2 separate regions of the Zea mays genome follow, and region 2 is linked to region 1. The links are chromatin contacts, called in public Hi-C maps. All regions are on one chromosome and are shown on one strand. Each heading gives the region's core, a stretch centred on a gene start, on an enhancer-like site or on the middle of the called end of the contact. The rest is flanking DNA. Distances are from core to core; before and after follow the strand shown.

Region 1 (3,258 bases), core at 503-3,002:
TGTGCCTTGACAGCAGACCTCATTATGACATCATTTCCTTCCGTTGCAGTGCACTCGTACTGATATTTTACGTGTACAAGATATCTACCGGTGGCAACAAGGTTTATATGTCGGTGAGTGCCGAGTGAATCTGCTGGGCGTGTGGTGTTCCGTGTACATGTTTGTACGGCAGCTAAATGTGAAGACAACAAAATCATCTGTGTATCAATTGTATTTTAGTGAGGCAAACACTGTACCAAACAATGATGGCATGAGTTAGTTAAGATGTGGATGTGGACACATGTTCAATTTAAGCTTTTTGATAGTACTTGTTAAATTGCTGCAACTTCCTCCATCAATGATGACACACGACACTTCAAAATTAAAAGAAATTGAGTTTCAAAATCTAAGAATTTAAAACAAATACCTGAGCCTCTAAACGAACCCATGAATGAATTTGCAATGGTCAAGAAGAATATTTTGTCTGGCTTTAAAAATTCAGGGTGTGTGCTGTTCAGTATTGAAGTTTGAGAGGGTCTTTTAAATGCACGTCGGACATTTTCTTCGGGCAAATCTGACTGGATATATACAACATATACTAGTTAAATTGTAATTATATTTGATATAAAAAAACTACATGTGTATATCCGTGCAATGCTCAAAACGTGTATCAAATAAACTATCTGGTCCTGTTCAGTTTGACTGTCGAACGAAAAAAATAACTATACCGTTTAAACCCTAATTGTCGTGACGTATATCATGATCCAACGCGAATGACCAGCCACGACAGCATCCACGCCACCATGTTCGGTAATATAGTTATTGCAAGATTAACATACCGTTAGATATGTACAACCCTATTTAATATAAAGTCTCTTAAGAGGTCTCTAATGAGTCAAGTGAAAAAATAGCTCTTCGCAAAGAGTCCATTCTTCAGAACTCTCTATAAATATTGTCTCTTATTTATATTTATTATCTAGAGTCTTAGGATTGTATTGTGCAGTATTTTAATTATCAGAATATTTTAAAATCCGAAACTGAGTCTCATGCCCTTACACATACAAACTCTAACGATGAACACATGTAACATGACATTATGACAACATTAATTAGTCCCCATTCCGCTGGCTGGTTCTGAGCGTGCAGCACTGCAGCGATTGCTTGGAGCCGAATTCTTGCAGCAACACACAGGGTCTGTTTGGTTGGGCTGTGGCTGTGAAAAAAGTTGCTGTGGGCTGTGAGCTGTGGAAAAAGCTGCTGTAGGCTGTAAGCCGTTAAAAAGCTAAAAACTATTTGGTGGAAACCACTAAAAGTCGTTAAAAGTTCTTCGATATATGTTTTCACAGTTCCATTTGAAAAGCCACTAAAAGCAGGTTCAGTGGTGCTTTCAGATTTGCACTGTGAGAAAGCCAGCTTTTAGAAAAAGCTGCTTCCTGGATCTAACCCTTTGGTTGGCTTTTGGCTTTTAGGGGGCAAAAGCCAAAAGCCAAAAGTCAAACCAAACACACCCACAGTTTGTTTGTTTGCTAGGGGGAATCTGCGATGCTAGATTCCGTTGGTGAACACGGTCTGGATTGTCCCAGATGTTTGTCACGCTGCTTCCAACCGAACGAGGCAGGTGAAATCCCGGCCCGATGCTGCACGTTACGTGAAGATGCCGCTTTGTCCGCTTCACCTTCTCGACACCTCGCCGATCTCTGCCGCACCCTACCACCATCACTGGTGCCAACTACATAACGAGTAGCTAGTCAACGAGCTCTAGGCTAGCTCTAGCTAGCTAGCACGCAACAATGGCGGCCTCCGTGGCCGTTGCGCTCCTAGTCGCCTTCCTCACGCCGGCCCTTTTTCTTTACCTGTTCACAAGGCCCAACAAGAAGCCGTTGCCGGGCAAGTTGCCGCTGCCCCCGGGCTCACTGGGTCTGCCGATCATCGGGCAGAGCCTGGGCCTGCTGCGCGCGATGCGGAGCAACACCGGCGAGCGGTGGCTGCGGGACCGGATCGACCGGTACGGCCCCGTGTCCAAGCTGTCGCTGTTCGGCGCCCCCACGGTGTTCGTGGCGGGCCCCGCCGCGAACAGGCTCGTGTTCGCGAGCGACGCGCTGGCGCCGAAGCAGCCCCGCTGCCTGCCGCTCATCCTGGGCCGCCGCAACATCCTCGAGCTCGTCGGCGACGACTACCGGCGCGTGCGCGGCGCCATGATGCAGTTCCTCAAGCCCGACATGCTGCGGCGGTACGTGGGCGCGATCGACGCCGAGGTCGCGCGCCACCTGGACGGCCGGTGGGCGGGGCGCCGGGCCGTCGCCGTGCTGCCGCTCATGAAGCTGCTCACGTTCGACATCATCGCCACGCTGCTCTTCGGCCTCGATCGCGGCGCCGTCAGGGAGCGCCTCGCCGCCGCGTTCGCGGACATGCTGGAGGGCATGTGGTCCGTGCCGCTGGACCTGCCCTTCACGGCGTTCCGCAGGAGCGTGAGGGCCAGCGCGAGGGCGCGGCGGGTGCTCGAGGCGACGCTCGGGGAGAAGAAGGCCAGGCTGGAGCGCGGCGAGGCGTCGCCCGCAGACGACCTCCTGAGCTGTCTCGTCAGCCTTCGCGCCGAGGACGGCGCCGGGGGCCAGCGGCTGCTGACAGACGAGGAGATCGTGGACAACGCCATGGTCGTCCTCGTCGCCGGCCACGACACGTCGTCCGTGCTCATGACCTTCATGGTCCGCCACCTCGCCGGCGATCCCGCGACCCTCGCCGCCATGGTTCAAGGTAATCGAGAAATAGACCGCGCGCGGCTATGCATGCGGCATGCCTTTCGTAGATAAATCAAATGCTCGTGACCATGGCATGGATGGACGTCTCATGTTTGTATGTATGGCATGCATGCATGCATAATATTGGCCGCAGAGCACGACGAGATTGCCAAGAACAAGGCCGACGGCGAGGCGCTGACCTGGGAGGACCTGCACCGCATGAGGTTCACATGGCGCGTGGCCCTGGAGACGCTGCGGATGATCCCTCCCATCTTCGGCAGCTTCCGGCGAGCGCTGGAGGACATCGAGTTCGACGGCTACTGCATCCCCAAGGGGTGGCAGGTGTTCTGGGCGTCCAGCGTGACGCACATGGACCCCAGCATCTTCACGGACCCGGACAAGTTCGAGCCGTCCCGGTTCGAGAGCCAGGCGCCGCCCTACTCGTTCGTGGCGTTCGGCGGCGGGCAGAGGCTGTGCGCGGGGATCGAGTTCGCCAGGGTGGAGACGCTGGTGACCATGCACCACCTGGTGAGACGCTTCA
Region 2 (3,043 bases), core at 118-2,617, 190 kb after region 1:
TTGCGTTAGTTATATGTGAAATCACCTTAAGTATCCAAATTTTAACATAATCAATAATTCACTTTATCATTTTCACATGTGGAGTTGAGGTTATTTTCTTATATGATGTGTATTAATTTTGGTAACTTATTTGCCATTTTCGGTCGACATCATAATATTTTATGGATTTAATTGCATTTTGATGATTTTCTACATAAAGAAAATAATAATTCACAAACAATCTAAAAAATCATGAAATTTGACAGAGGGGTAATATATGTCCACATAAAATTCTAAAAAATGTTTCGGCCATAAAGTTCATAAGATGTCGGTGATTATTTTCATTTCACTTCCACTTGTTGTGTGAGTTACACGTGACATGAGCTTAAGTATCTTAGTTTCAACATAATCTTTATTTCACTTTATCATTTTCATATAGGGACTTGAGGTTATCTTCTTATGAAATATTTATTAGTCTTGGTAACTTATTTGCAATTTTCGGTCGATACTAGAGAATTTTATGGATTTAAATGCATTTTATTGATTTTCTGCAGAAAGAAATTAATAATACACAAATAGTCTCAGAAATTCATGAAATTTGGTGTAGGTGCAACATATGTCCATATAGCATCCTCAAAAATGTTTGAACCATAAAATCCACAAGATGTCAATGATTATTTCATTTGATTTCCACTTATTTGTGTGATTTACATGTAAAACCACCATAAACATCTAAGTCTCAACATAAACAATACTTCACTTTTATCATTTTCATGTGGGTGCTTGATGTTATATTCTTGTAGAAATTCATGGAATTTTATGGAGGCGTAGCATATGTCCACATATAATCTTCAAAAAATGTTTGGACTAAAGGAGGAGCTAAATGATTATAACTATGATATATTTGGAATTGTATCTTACACGATATCCGATAAAAATATTCGTTACCGACGCTATCCGTATCCGACTAGTTTCGTATTCGACCCACGACTATCCGTATTTGTATTCGAGGACATCCGTATTTATATTCGTATCCGAAGCCATCAGTATTCATATTCGAATCCGAATAAAAATATGAAAACAAATATGATTTTATTGATATCCGTCCGTATTCGATCCGATTACACCTCTAGGAAGTTAGACTTACAGTGCACCGCTGTGTTATCCTCCCACCATTAGAAGCGGGCAGTGATCTATAAAGCCAGCCTCACGCGGTGCCTGCCGCTTCAGGTCTAGAGAGGTCCAGGCCTTCGCCCGAGCCCCGCCAGCCACTACCAACTTGGGACGGGCAGGCCGGCCCGTGTTACATACAGGCCCAGGCCCAGAAGCCGTCAGAAGACATCCAGCCCTAGGCTAGGCGCACGGCGGCACGGGAGGCAGACGAGGCGAGAAGTGGCAACTGGCAACTGGTACCTTTGGGGAGGCGAGGAAGGACACGAGGTCGGTGCGTTCGTGCGTGCCCTTCTCACTGCACGCCAGTGAGAATTGAGATCCCAGCACCGAGACGACGACACAAGTCTCACCTCCATCCTCCTTTACTCCTCATCCTAGATCCCTCTCTCCGAACCCCGCCGCCCGCCGCAGATCCGAAGGTCATTGGCAGCCATGATCTCGTCCAGCAAGCTCAAGTCCGTCGACTTCTACAGGTGCGTTCCCGATCCGTTCTCCCTAGATCTCAAGAGCACCTCCACTCCTCGCCCCTTTCCGGGATAGACTGGGATGGTGCGATTCCCTGGGGTTGGATTGAATATATATTGCTAGTCTAGAACGGAGAGTGGTTTCGTCAGGTTGGGCTTGGCGGATTTCGTTTGGGTGAGTCCTGGATGGCAGCGGTGTGTGCCTCGCGGCGAATGCGCATTTTGGCGGGGTACTCTGCGTCAGCGAGAGGGTATCCTTTGTCTGTTTCTAGCTGGGTAGAGACGAGAGACCCGCACGATGAATCGGTAGCTGCTGTGTTCAAAATGTTGGTGTGTGAGTCTGACATCTGTAATTGCATCTTGACTGTTACTGTATATTTCGTTTTTGTGAGAAATTTGCTATTTTGCCACTCATTTTGGCTTTTGTAGTGGTGCTTCGGTTTGTAGTACGTGTTACACTCTGGTGGGATATGCCATTCTAATAAATTCTACACCCTCATTGCAAATTATAAGACGTTCTGTCTTTTTTTTAGATACATTACTTTTATTATATATGTAGACATGATGTAGATCTAAGTGCATATCAAAACCTATGTATCTAAAAAGAGCCACAACATCTTATAATTTGAAATGGAGGAAGTAAAATAGAAGCTAATTGGACAGTTTTGGATTGGATGGCATTGCTTTGTCTGCTTGCAGAAGCTCGTCCTTAGTAAGGGTCCGTTTGGATCCCAAGAGCTAAAGCAAAAGTGACTATAGTTTAGTCATTTAGTGGCTAAAGATCCAAACACGAAGAGCTAAAAGTGACTAAAATGGTCCTAAGCATACTTAGCCAGTCATGCCAAAGTTCTTTTCATACCATTCTGTTTCTGTTAAAACAAATAACTGCTTATTATTCAGACGTTATACATTCATGCTATGTTGAACTATTGTGCAAGGGTCTGAACCATTATTGTTATGATTTGAAAGTTGAGTAGCTTACACTATTTAGTTTTTCGATGTATCAATCACGTTCGATCAGAAACTTATTGTTATCAATAGTCAACCTTTGTTTGAGCAAGCTGTTAGTCCTTGATTTGCAAGTCCCCAGAATAATAAACTGGAGATTAATTTGATTCAGAATGGCTGACTTTTTCTGTTCTCTCCTCAGTTACATTTACGTGTGGTGAAATTCTATGATTTCTTTGTATCTACTATCTAGTAATAATTTGTAGACTATTTGGATTCAGAATGACTAACTTTCTGGTTACTGTTTTCTGAGTTTCATTTATAACTGATGGGTTTAGTTTCTCTTTCTCTTTCTAGTAGTGAATGTTTGGATATTTTTTCATCTTGCAGGAAAATACCTAGGGATTTGACCGAGGCATCACTATCTGGCGCTGGATTATCCATTGTAGCAGCATTAGCAATGGTTTTTTTGTTTGGAA

The links. A called contact is a pair of places that touch in the nucleus more often than the background predicts.
Region 2: a contact with region 1 is called in a Hi-C map of endosperm, with 3 times the contacts expected there. The contact joins the promoter of LOC606417 here to the promoter of LOC100272916 in region 1. A contact is called at or near these places in 2 of 25 Hi-C or Micro-C datasets (endosperm and leaf).

Annotation. Positions count from the first base shown.
Region 1 is chr2:210,144,123-210,147,380 of Zm-B73-REFERENCE-NAM-5.0, forward strand. It overlaps LOC100272916 (putative cytochrome P450 superfamily protein), which reads left to right and starts at 1,753. Exons shown (of 2, transcript NM_001147368.1): 1 at 1,753-2,733; 2 at 2,872-3,258. The coding sequence starts at 1,770. It overlaps LOC100278097, which reads left to right. Exons shown (of 3, transcript NM_001151488.2): 3 at 50-312. The coding sequence ends at 128.
Region 2 is chr2:210,333,057-210,336,099 of Zm-B73-REFERENCE-NAM-5.0, forward strand. LOC606417 (protein disulfide isomerase 12) reads left to right here and starts at 1,368. Exons shown (of 15, transcript NM_001112292.1): 1 at 1,368-1,625; 2 at 2,955-3,043. The coding sequence starts at 1,585.